Linked DNA regions of Mus musculus: region 1 is linked to region 2. Evidence: chromatin contacts called from public HiChIP or PLAC-seq data. All regions are on one chromosome and are shown on one strand. The core of a region is the stretch at or near the end of the contact, and the rest is flanking DNA. Distances in the headings are between cores, read along the strand shown. Region 1 overlaps Cdkal1 (CDK5 regulatory subunit associated protein 1-like 1). Region 2 overlaps 2610307P16Rik (RIKEN cDNA 2610307P16 gene).

What was found. HiChIP or PLAC-seq counts read pairs in DNA pulled down with a chosen protein or histone mark.
Region 1: a contact with region 2 is called in a FOXA1 HiChIP or PLAC-seq map of pancreatic cancer cells. The contact joins two enhancer-like sites.

What each region holds. Positions count from the first base shown.
Region 1 is chr13:29,635,032-29,641,701 of GRCm38.p6, forward strand. All of the region lies in intron 8 of Cdkal1 (CDK5 regulatory subunit associated protein 1-like 1), which reads right to left. Among named protein-coding and RNA genes, the nearest start is that of Cdkal1, 220 kb to the right of the region's middle. Within about 2 kb of position 5,325, at least 26 of the 459 cell types and tissues checked have an H3K27ac peak or open chromatin away from gene starts, as enhancers often do. A contact at or near this core is called in pancreatic cancer cells, where this site is marked.
Region 2 is chr13:28,752,635-28,759,208 of GRCm38.p6, forward strand. All of the region lies in intron 3 of 2610307P16Rik (RIKEN cDNA 2610307P16 gene), which reads right to left. Among named protein-coding and RNA genes, the nearest start is that of Mir6368, 45 kb to the left of the region's middle. Within about 2 kb of position 5,002, at least 286 of the 459 cell types and tissues checked have an H3K27ac peak or open chromatin away from gene starts, as enhancers often do. A contact at or near this core is called in pancreatic cancer cells, where this site is marked.

The sequences.
Region 1 (6,670 bases), core at 4,075-6,574, 880 kb after region 2:
GGATAGCCACTTGCTAATATAGTCCAGGTTAGACTCAAACTCACTATCATCCTTTCACCTTAACTTTCTGAGTACTGGAGTTGTAAATATGAGTCACCATGTGTGGTTTGAAACACATAGACTAATAAAGAGGCTGGAAAGAAAGCTTAGTTGATAAAACACTTGTCTAGTCCCAGGCTAGTTAGAGACATCTCTCAAAAAATCGTATGTGTGGTTGATCTCTGAGAGGGGGGGGGGAGGTGGGGAGGGGAGGGGAGGGGAGGGGAGGGGAGGGGAGGAGGGGAGGAGGGGAGGGGAGGAGGGGAGGAGGGGAGGAGGGGAGAAAAAGACAGACACACAGACACCCGGAGAAACACACAGACATTGGCCTACTTAATAACAGGGGATAATAATAACTGAAAAGGAGAATGAAATTCTATAGAAATCACCTAAAGGCTGTGATCTGTTTCCTACAAGTCATACATGGCAGTTACATTTCAATACAAACAGGAAGAAATGGGACCGAAGGAGCTATGTACAGAATTAGTTCTATGTTGTCCCTATAATGACTGCCAAACAAATCCCATCCCTAAATGAAATGCATTAAACAGCAGACATGGGTCTTTCTTCCCAAAGCTTTTCCCAAACAAACATAAAGCAAGAGCGAGTCCACATGTGCTGTTGGTATTTCATCACTGTTTTGTACAGAACAAGAGTGTTGTTGCCTACACACCATTTCTCAGCATCAACACCCATTTTCTTATGCAATTTCAAGTTTGGTTGGCAGGTCAGAGACATTTTTTCCAACCACAGACAAAACGTCTTTTGATACTCAAAGAAAATGTTCAAGGAAATGTTCCCAATAAAAGACAACAAAAACAATAGCATGTAAGTGCATCAGCAGTCTAAGGAACAGCTGAGGTGACTCCAATTAACCTCCCGGGGGAGGGGGGGATGTGACAGACAAGGCACTACCAACACACCTAGTCTATGTCTGCAGCCAGAGCCTTGGAAATGCTTGCAGAATGCCACAACGCTGGGAAGGAGGCAGGCAGACACACTTGTTTTGTTTTTTGAAACTGGATCTCATAGCTCAGGCTAACTTTTTTTTTAAACAAATATTTTTAAATAAGGAAAAGGAGTCAAGGTTTGAGAGCACAATCCATCATCAAAGAAGTTCTAGATGTGAGGGCAGGAGAATGAAGTGGACGGAAATATCACATGCACAGTCAGGAAGCAGAGAGGGAATTCTGGGGCCCAACCATTCTCTCCTATATATGCAGCCCACAACCCCAGCCCATGGGATAATGCCTCCAAATTCACAGTAGGTCTTTCCCCCTCTCTTGAACTCAAAACTGTCTCTCTGAGATTCTGGATCTCATCTGGTTAACCAAGGACAACTCACCATTACTCTTTCCTCCTCCAAGACTCTAAGCTATCTCCTGTCTCTACCATCACACAGCTGGGATTATAAGCATATGCCGTCACAGAAATCGAGTAGAGCCCAGGACCTCAGGCATGCTAGGCCAGAATTCTACCAGCTAACTGAATACACCTTCAGCCACCAGAACTGTATTATTGAATCTTCCATGTAACCCTGACAAGCTTTTAATGTTTCATATACTAATATATGCCATAAAAGGCCTTGATAATGACTGCTCCATTTTAATTTCTCACTTCTTTGGTGTTACAGAAAGCTGACTTCTACATGGAATATTTAGTGTTTGAAAATTAAAGTCTATCAATTACCTTGAAATCTCATAAAGAGAGATGATTTTTGTTTAAATATATATTTATAAGTTATATACAATTTACATATACATATGTGTATATAGATACATATATGTGTGAGTGTGTTCATATGTAGGGACTGGGGACATAGCTCACAAATCAAGAGCTCTGACTGCTCCTCCACAGGATCTGAACTTGGTTCCCAGCATCAATGTTGAGCAGTTCACAATCACCTGAAATTTCAGATTCAGGGAATCTGATACTCTCTTCTGGACTCCATAAATACTGGTGTAAGTGTACTTCACACACACACACACACACACACACACCACATAAATAAACATACACAAACCTGAAAGTGTGTAAAGCTGTCCAATCACAGATGGAGAATGATACATGAAGCACGGACAGCACTCACTGTTCCAGACTCTAAAGACTCACTACCCAAAACCTTAAAAGCACCCCGCGAAGTGCTGCCACTGGCATTCTCTCCAAAGATGAAACAGACATAGAAACATAAATAATCTGACAAATATCGCAAACATTGCACAGCTGGTTAAGTAGGTGAACCAGACAGTCTGGCTCCACTACACATGGCTGCAACCATTACACACGCTACATGTCATAACCTATTGGAAATAAAGATAAGTTTGATAATGCTTAACAAGCTCTTTAATGGGAACATAATAGAAACTATTTCAGTTGTCTTGCTGATCCCAGTATTATTTTGCTTTTCTTTTTAACTGTAAACCACTATCCTAAAAGTCTATGTGTCTTGGAGGGTTAAACACACAAGTGAAGCCTACATTTCTGGTAATGCTCATTACTGTTAGGAAAATAGTCAACAAAGATTACAAAGGGCTACTTGTTAAAACCTTCTGCAAAAAGGCAAGCATGGAAGAACATGGCAGCCCAGCACTGAGAGGCTGAGGCAGCACTGTAAGGTTAGGGCCAGCTTTAAACGAAACACAAGAAAACTTCATTTTCTTTCTAGTTTGGTGATGAGTATATGAATATACTGACTGGGATTGGTACTTGGCACAATAAGGAAATAAACATATTATCTTTGGAGGACATAAAAGAGCAGGTGACTAATGAGAACTTTCACAAACTGGCACATGATGCAAACTTTCAGCACATCAGCTGCCCGGGGTTGAGGTGTAGGTAGACTACCCAAAATAATTAGAGGTCTGCAGGAAGCACAGAGTTCATGCTAAGTGTGACTCATGCATCTCACAGCAAAACAAAATCCTCCAGACATTTATCTCTTCCAAACAAGACACTGGGCCTGGCAGCGGCCCACAAGCAAGAAAGAGCACGTGAAAGTCAGACACTCATGTGCTGGTTAAAAATAAAACGGTGAGGAGGCTCGTGACGAGCCATGACTCCAAGCTGACCTCTAAGACACACAATGCCATTTATAACATCCACAGAGTTTCAAAACACCTGAAAGCAGCAACATTCACAAGACAACTCAGAAGGAAAACTAAAGACCACTTAGTAAGTCGGAGTCCCATTAAGATCTGCTCCCTCTGAAGAACAAAATCCCAAGATGTCTGTCACACTGGCTTCAGTGATGAAGCCTCTGTCCCTGTGAACATGAGGTCAGTGTAGTCACCCCTCCCTGCCGTTAGCTATGTAGGCTGAGTCCACAGGTGTGAAGAAGAGATCTACCTAGCCCAGCCTCCCTCCTGAAGGAGAGAAGGCTACAGACAGGCTGCCACCGGTACCTCCACACTGATTCTGTTTGAAAGGTTGTGAAATCATGACCCAGAGCAAGAACCCTTTCAGACACAATTCAGGTCCCAGCTGTTAGGAAAGACAAAATGTTCCAAAAGAACTCACCTCCCCACCCCACCCCGCAAAAGTCAATAAACAAAATGGGAAACCAAACCCAAGGAAGCTGCCATGAAAGTAAGAGCACAAGGCTGAGGCCTGGGACGGAGCCTGACCAAGTGTATTTAACAGGGTCTCACTGAGTCACAACTAATAACCAGCTAGTACCTATAGCAACAAACAGGAGCCATTTGTGATCCATTATTGTACTATTATCATCAGCAACATTTGTAGATTCTTTCTAGATTTATATGCATGGATGTTTTGCCTGAATATATGTATATGTTAACTATGTGCATACCAATGGAGGTCAGAAGAGAGTATTGGATCCCCAAGAACTGGAATTAAGATGGCTGTGAACTATATGTGAATATACATGAACTATATATGAAGATGCTGAGAATTGATCCTAGGTCCTCTGTGAAAGCAACAAGTGCTCCCTCCAAACAACTGAGCCATCTCTCCAGCCACAGCAACAGTGTTAAAGTAAATGCAGACTGTCACTGAGTGATACACATCCAGGCCCAGAGCTATCAGAGGAACAAGGACATGTTTCTTATGTTCAGGGCAGTAGGTAGAAAGCCACAAGGATACATGGTGTCATTACTAAGGGCTGGGGGTTGGGGGTGGCAGAGACAAAGAGAGAGACAGAGAGAAATACAGAGAGAGATAAAGAGAGAGACAGAGACAGAGAGAAATACAGAGAGAGACAAAGAGACAGGGACAGAGAGCAGCAAAACCCTATAAAAGCAACTGAACACTCCCTCTCCCTCTGCATGCATCTGCTTAGGCCAGTAACTATCTTTTACCAACCAGTAACCCACTTACACCCCTTAATAAGCGCCCAAGCTTCGGAGGGGCTCAGTTTAAAAACCTGTTATAATCATGTACAAATAAATCCATCCTGCCCACTGAAATCAGTAATTCCATATAGACTTTATTGAACATTTAACCTGTGTGTGAGGAATAAAAAGGTGACTAGACTATAAAGTTTGAAGAGTAAAGATTCCACAAGAAAGGGATAGAAAGACACCGTGGAAAAGAAGACTCAGGAGAAGAGCTACACATAAGAGAAAGGATTAATAATGAAAACCCAACAACAGTCCCAAATACCACCAAGAGCTCAAAATTGAGAAATTGCTCTCTTTAGCCTCATCAGAAGAAAACTGGGGAGCATGCAGGGGTGTGAAGGCAGCAGAAATCTAAGTAAATATTCAGCCAGATTTAGCAGTTAACCACAAGCTGCAGGTAGAAGAGTTAAAATGTCTTACTTTTTTATTACCGCAAATACACCACTTCACTGAGTATTTATTCAACAGGATTTACTGGGCCATGGCATTGCTTCTAGACAATCTATGTGTATCGGCCTCTCAGGAAAGAGTGTAACAGCCCCCCATTTCCTGCCTGCTAGAAAGTCTACCATATGTGAACTGTTCTCTACAGTCTGGGCAGGATCAGAAAACCGCTTCAGACACTACAGTGCTTCAAAGTGGGAAGAGGTCCTTTGCATGATTCCATAACTTCTGCCCACCAAGGAAGCACTCCATTAATGGCTTTGAAGGAGCAAGCAGTCACAGGGTAGGCACCGCACTGCACAGAACTCCGGGTAACCTCCAGTGGAGCTCCAATAAGAGACTAGGGACCTTGACACAGCAGCCTATAAAGAACTGCATGTTCCAAAACACACAAAACTTGGGAAAGTCTCCTCCTGGTTACAAGAGACTTAAATGCATGGCAGCTACTGCAAACATCTTACTGCAGGCTGGCTGAAGAGTACAACACCCAGATACCTGACTCATAGACACAGCCACATTTGAGTAACATTGTTACACATCAATAAATGACTAATGCCAAGACTCTCCTCAAGGAGGCTTTTTTTTTTTTTTTTGCAGGAGATGGTGATTGACACACATCTTGACAACGTATACACAGAGAAGAGATCTTGGAGCACTCAGCTATAGATGGGATGTCCCTATCAAACCCCTCCCCTCAGAGCTCACAGACATGGGCTGAAGAGGAGGGAGAAAATTTGCAAGAGCCAGAAATGGTAAAGAATTCTAAAGAAACAGAGAACCAGGACTGATGTACATATAAACTCCCAGAGATTGATAGGAGGCACATGACTTATACAGGTTCAAAGCAACAAAATCTCAGCACTGACAAAGGTACCTGGGCATAAAGTCTTGGTTCTGACCAGGAAAATCAGTTTACTCCAATGGGCGCTACTGTGAATGGTAACCTCACTCGAGGGCAGGCCTCATGCTCAGCTGTAGCTGACCAACATAAATACACTCCATGTGATTGTATGCAGGGGTTGTTGTTTGGGGGTCTTCTTTTTGGTTTAGTTTGGTTTTGTTTTCTTGTAATGCTTTGTCTGTTTATTGAGAAGGAGGGAAAGAACAGGACGTTAGATAGAAATGTTGGGAAAAAAGAAGGACCTGGGAGGACTTCGGGGAGCCAAAAGATATAATCAAAATATATTAAATAATAAATTTAAAAAAATAAATGTAACAAAAGTAAGAAATGGAAAAACTGTGGAACCTTTAGAATTGTTAAACCAATTCACTGCTAAGCACACGAGATTGTCAGGAAAGTGTGGAAGTTCCTTCTGACAAAGGCTCAGGAAGCTTTCCAGACTCTAAGCCTCACGAGTTCTAGACAAAGCACAGTGTGCTTGCAGAGGGACAGAAGGACAGTAAGCAGCGAGGAGGAACAGGCCCTGGGAGGTCAGCCCACTTTACCTGAGCTCCGACTCACAGATAGGCTCAATGTTTACAGTCACCACTTCACTTCCCATAAAACATTGCATCATTTGTAAATGGGGTCAGAAGAGAGGACTCTGACAAGTGCACAGGTGACTTACCCAGGAGCATGGGACAGGGGCTGCAGGATAATCAAAGCAGGTCAGATCCAGCACAGTTAGAGGCAGGGCAGCATCCCAGAAGGAGGCAGCACTGTCACAGGCCTCAAGTAAGAATGTCGGTTTTCACAAGTGCGCACAGAGATGGAGAGGATGTGGAAAGACATCCTCCTGGACAACAGCTAACCATCAGTGTATAGTCTCAGGGGGAGGAACAAAAGAGAGAAACACAAAGAGAAGGGGCAGATGTAGGTGTGGTAGCGG
Region 2 (6,574 bases), core at 3,752-6,251:
ACGTGGTAGTTCTTAAACACTCTCATACGCACAATCAATACCTACGGCCCTACACAGAAGGTTCTTATTCAGCCCAGGATAGCACAGATGCTCCACTAGGGAATACTTTGGGTTTAATTGATCCTTAAAAGTTAATTGGTGATGACCTCTGTTACAAAGCTTGAATCTTACAGGCATTGTTCAAAATGAGAGTAGATGATAATCCTACAAACTACCTGACACTGATCCTTGAAAGGACAGAGATATCAACAAAGATGGGAGATAAGGGTAAATACAGACAAGAAATAAAACATGGTATGGCTTCCAAGGGTTCAGCTTCACAGCTTTCAACCAAGGGAAAGGCATTTAGTAGAAGTTACACTCCAAGTTTGGGTCTTTTCTTGGATTTGTGACATGTAGCATGGTCTTCTTCCACAACAGGCACTGACAGTGAAGTTTCCCTCCCGAGGGGTGCTGTTTTCAAGAAAGGGAAGCCCTACGGTGTGCTGTGTGGCTGAACTGGGATGTCTAGTGGGTCACATTTGACTTATAATATTTTCAAATGGCACATTTATTAAGACTAACCCCATCGAAAACAGAGGATCACTCCCCTCACAAACAAACACACTCAAACACTACCTCCCACTAGAATTACTAAATGAAGCATGATGTTCCAGAGACTTCTTTTCCCCGTAATCCTTGGGAATTGGGATAATAGTGGGGAGATAAAAAGAGAGAGGATGGAGGAGGCAGCTCAGTGGGTAAAGTGTTCACAAAGCATGCAAATATGAGGATATGAGTTTGGAACACCGACACCCTAACATTTAAAGAAAAGAAGGGGGAGGGGAGGGGAGGGAAGGGGGGAGGGGAGGGGAGGGGAGGGGAGGGGAGGGGAGGGGAGGGGAGGGGAGGGGAGGGGAGGAGAGGGGAGGAGAGGAGAGGAGAGGAGAGGAGAGGAGAGGAGAGGAGAGGAGAGGAGAGAAACAAGGCCTGGCTTGCCCATGCCTGTGATCTAAGCACTAGGAAAACAAGGGAATCTAGAGAGCTTACTGCCAATCCATCTGGTTAGTAAATGCCAGGTTCAGTCTCAGAAAATGAGGGCAATAGAGTGAGATATAACCTCTGACCTACACACTCACATGCACAGCCACACATGCAGACACTGGATATACACTGGGAGGAGGAGGTGGAGATGGAGCAGAGATTTCCATGCTAAGTCTAAGTCCTACACTAGGTCTGTTTAGAGTTAATGAGAGGAAGAGAAGGAGTATGCACTCACATCCAGCTTGTGCCATTTCCTTCGGTGGAAAACAGAGAGACAGATGTGAAACTTAAGCACACGAATGGCACGGACTTGACACCATCAATCCACCACACGTGTAGTACTACTTCTAGTTCAGATGCTCTTGGAATGAAGATACAAAAGGATACAGAATGGGTACCTCTGCACCATATGTCAAGTACAGCTTGATCATTCCAGACAGTAAAGGCTTGAGCCAGCCACTGCATGTCGTATTCAAGAGAAAGCTGCTTTCTAGGTAGCACATTTTTGGTTAAAAAAAAACAAAACTAAAAAACAGCGATTTTAATTTGCCATAGTATATTTTATAGACATCTCTGAACAATTAAAAGCATGTATTGAGAACTGAAATTGCTCCTGCCTGGTTGCAATTTTTACTGCCAAATATGGGGTCCACAAGAAGCACTTAACTTTAAAGGTGACCTCTGCTTTCTGGTGATGAGTCATCGTCAAGTAAGCGTCACGGATAGTCTCCTGGGCAGTGAACAGTAGATATTTGGCAGTGGACAACTGAAGGAGATGGAGGAACAAGAAACCAGAAAAAAAGCAGAAGCATAATGGGAGTAGGGAAAAGGGAACTTCCTCTGAATCCAAGAAAAAGAAGAGCTGAGCGCTTCAGCAAAAGACGGAAATAAGTATTTAAAATGAAAGGCAGGGATGAGCTGGAGGCTCAAACCTGTTATCCTTTGTGTGGGAGGCAAAAACACAACTGTCATGAATTCAGGGCCAACCAGGGCTACATAGTAAGTTCCAGGGTAGCCTACATGGCAGAATAAGAACATTACATCATTATGAACAAAACTAACTCTAGTTGCTGGGTATGGTGGTACACACTTGTAATTACATACGAGGTGGATACAGGATAATCAGGAGTTCAAGGTCAGCCTCAGATACATGGTGAGTTCAGGGCCAGTCTGAGCTACCTAAAATCCTGTCTCAAAGAAAACTAAAAACAGGAGTAGGATTCACCACATTAAAGTAGAACTGGGAGAGTTCTCCTAGACTGAAAGTCTTATAGACACGAACAAACATAAAACAGTAATTCTTGAAGATTTAAAAAGTCTTTTAAGATTTGTCATGTGTATGTCTGTCTGTGTCTGTGTGTCTGTAATTGTGCCTATGTGTGCATGCTGTATATGTGTGTCTGTGTATGCGTGTCTGTGTCTATGTATAAATGTTATGTGTGCGTGTATCTACATATCATATGTGTGGGAGGTGACCACAGAGGACAAAAGAGGGTGTTGGGTCCCCTGGAAGAGCCACTTTCCACCCACTAAGGTTGTTGAATTCTCACACTCATTGAACCACGTCAGAAAGTAAAGTAGACAAGAGAGTCATTCCTCACTACCTCATTATATTTTAATAACGGTTACATGTTAGAAAGGGGGGAAAATAGGTGTTTGCTCACTGTGGAAAAGCTAAGGAGAGGGATCATGAAAAGAAAACACTTGTATGTGCCCGTGGCCTGCATTCAGCTACTGATCATATCCAGGTTCACATAAACGTACATGCTTTGCAGAGATAATGTTGCACATGCAGGCTCCCGTTTTCAATTATGCTTTCCAATCTAAATTTACAATGCTGCCTACCAAGGAAAGCAAGATCTCAGTGTTTAACATTTCCTCATAGACTTTCCACTTCCATACCTCTCTCTGTTGATAGAAGATAGAAATGTTGACCTTTTATATTAAACATGCTTTCTACATAGAGATTTCATGTGTGCATCAATAAATTAGAAACAAGTTTGCTCTACCTTGTTTCAATGCCTTTGGGTTGTTTGTTTGTTTGTTTTTTGAGAGTCTTATCTAGCCTGTGCTGTCCTCAAAGTCTGTATAATGTAGCTAAGGCTGCCCTTCGACTTCTGATCTTGGTGCCTCTACTGTGAAAGTGTTGGGATGACAGGAACGTGCCACGATACTGGGCCAAAGTGTATCTTTTAAGGTACCCACAAAATGCAGTGCACACACTGTGAAATTAATCACTGAAGTGACAGCTCTGGTCTGGAGAGAGAGAACTCAGCTGGTTAAGTGCTTTCTATGCAAACATGAAGACCTGAGTTCTATCCCAACTCACAAGAACAAAGCCAGGCATGGTGACAGGCCTCTGGAATTCTAGTGGCCAGGAAAAGGAGACAGGAGGATCCCTAGAGCTGGCTCTCCAGCTAATCTTGCTGAAGCAATGAGCTCCAGTTCACTGTCCCATGTTCAGTGGAACCACTACCTCAAAAATAAAGTGGAGGGGACTGCAGAGTAAAGAGACTGCCCTGGGGCTAAGAGCACGCAATGTGCCTGCAGAGACTGAGTTTTGTTCCCAGCACCTATGTCTGGTAGTTCATAAGTGCCTAACGACCACTCCAGGGAATCTGACATCTCTGGCCTCTGTGAGCACTGCACTTAAGAATACAAACTCATGCTCATGCATACACATCTATACATAATATAAAATAAATAAAAATGAATATTAAATCTAAAAAGTAATAATAATTAAAGAAGACACCAATAATAACCAGTCTCTGGCCTGTATGTACACTCGCATACACATGACCCCATACACATGCATACACACCATATACCACACACACAAAACAATAACAATAATAAGTAACCTCTATTACTAATAAGTAATGTAGACCAGAGTTGGAAGAGCCTGTGTTTAGCATACACAAGGCCCTGGGTTCTCCAAAAACAAAAACAAATAAATGTTATTAATTGGCCTTTTAAGTTCTACCATCCCAGGGCCCCAGACTCTGTGTCATGCTTTCATGCAAGAGCGTGAGAGTTACTTTGCTTCCTACAATACAGCTGAGGATGCTTTCTCGAGTTGTTCAAGCAAATACAAGCCACACATGGGGTATTAACAGAAAGAAAATATTGAAGGGGGATAACAGAACTGGTTAACCATGCCCTAAGGCCTCTACCACTAGTGAATTTTAGAGACATCTTAACTCACTACTCATAAATGTCCCTGAAAAAAAAAATATTCTCTCACGTTAAGTGGAGGAAGAGACACAGGTCAGGTTTAATAGAAGGCCAAGGGAAAGGGTCAACGCAAGAGCAAGAGTTCACAGTAAAGCCAGAGCAGAGGGGGGCCAGGCACAGCCTTTCGGATCTCAGACAAGACAGGGGAAGCCCTTCCCTCTGCAGCCTTCTCCTTTGCATCCGCCCTCACCTTCAGGTCTGAAGTAAACCTGAGCCAGGAGCCTCCTGGTGCAAGCAACCCTCTCAGAACTTAACAGTCTCAGGTTTTAAGCAACTCTTAGAGCCTCAAGGTCAGCTAGGGTACACACACACACACACACACACACACAAAGAGGAAAATAGGTCGGGAAACAAGAAAAAAGGAAACAAGTCACTTGGCAAACCAACCTCCACGGAGAATTAGCTTCTGAAAATCTTCTGAGCAAACAATTCACACCATAAAACAGCTGCTGCTTGCCATCTGCGGGTCCTAATCAACACACGCACATACACACACACACACACACACACACACACACACACACACACACATATATACTTCTGCCCAGTGGTACCCTGGCTCCTAGCTATTTCCTGTCCCCTTCAACCTCCTAAGCAATTCTTGGTCAAAAAAACGAAGTCACAAACTTACAGGCACTGACAGTGTTTTCCTAGGGTAGATTCTGTCCAAGACGTTATGACAGTAACAGAAAAAGAGCAAGCAGGCCTTCAAGTCCTGACGTCTGCTCACCACTTTCAAAAACTGGCTCCTGACCTTATTCTCACTTGGGTCCTTCAGGTCCAGTCGGTGAACTCTGGACCTTTACTGGACCAGATCAAATCATTTCTAGAACCACTGTACCACATTTTATTTAGTCTTTCTGTTCCTCTCCCCCAGCCTCAAACGAATGACTCTGTGCCAAAAAAAAAAAAGCGGGAGGGGGGAGAGAAAGAAAAAGTTGCTGTTTGAGAGAGTATCAGCATGCTTGATTCATGCCAAAGTTTACAGCATAGTTCTATCCTGAGCCACAGCGAGGATGGGCCGTTGTGGGGGAGGGAAATGGAGCCAGGCAGCTGTTTTTTCAATAAACTCTAGCAGAATCCCGCCCACTTCCTGCACTGGCTTCAGGGACCCCAGCAGAGAGGAGGAGGAGGCAGCCAGCGAGATCTTCCTCCTCCAAGACTCAGGCTACTGCCTCCCTGGCTCGGACCCTCCTGATCCACCCCTGAACCTCAGGAGGGCAGCCAGAGGGTTTGTCCCAGCTCCTTTGGATGTTTATTTCTGGTCTCCAACTCCCAGGAGAGTTTCACCTCCTCTCTCCCTAATCTTAGCCCTCCCCACGCTCCACCCTCCCCCGCCCGTGTATCCTAGCTCTGAGGCACACCAGGCATGACTGCAAAAGCAGGGAAGGGAAGGGAGTGCGTTTCTCATCCCACACCTTCCAAGAATATGCTGGCCTTCCCTCTCTGCAGCTGTGGTCATCAGTCCCTCGGCTCCTCAAGCCAGCCTTTCCTCAGGCAAAGCCTCTGAGTTCAGTTTCTTTTCTGGAGTGGGAAGGGAGGGCAGGAACATGAGAAGGCACGGAAAAGCTGCTGCGCCCACCAAGACCAAGCAAGCGGCTCAGTCAGCCCTAAAGCTTTAATTTGTTAACTTAGAAACCCCTGGGGCATTGCAATCAAAGGAGGGCTCCACCCAGCAACACCTCTGATTACTTTTTTCCCTTCTAGTGGGCAAGTAAAGAAGAGGGGAAATTAGGACAACCGTGTGCAAAACAGAACTACTCCATAACACGGACTTGGCTCTCACAAGGTCCAGATTACGGACTCAACACCTCCATGCCTGTCCAAATGGAAAGAGAAAATACTCAGGGTGCAACCTAGATCCAGCTGCCCAGACAGCCTGCCAACCAGAGCATCAGTAAACCCCAAATTGCTGCTCAGGCCCCAGATGGCTTTTTCATTCCTTCTTTCTTTTTAAAGTTCTTTAGGGTTTTCTAGTTCATACTGGTAAACTGACTCTTTCATATCCTGGTTTTAATATGCGCGAATCAATAAGCAACAAACCCTTGGTGTGAAAGGGTCTGGTATAAGCATAGAAGTTTATACACAGTGACTGTGCAAGAAAATCAATCTTTCTTTTAAAAAGTCTCAGATCTTTCATAAATGACTCAACAGTAACCAAAGAATGAAAATGATTATGTCATAGTTCTGTTAATGATTGAAATATAAATTAAAAAAAAAAATCAGGCTCGAGGAGATGGCTCCGTCCATAAAGTCCTTACTGAGCAAGGGCAAATATGATGTCCTCAGTCTGATCTCCAACACCCACATGAAAGAC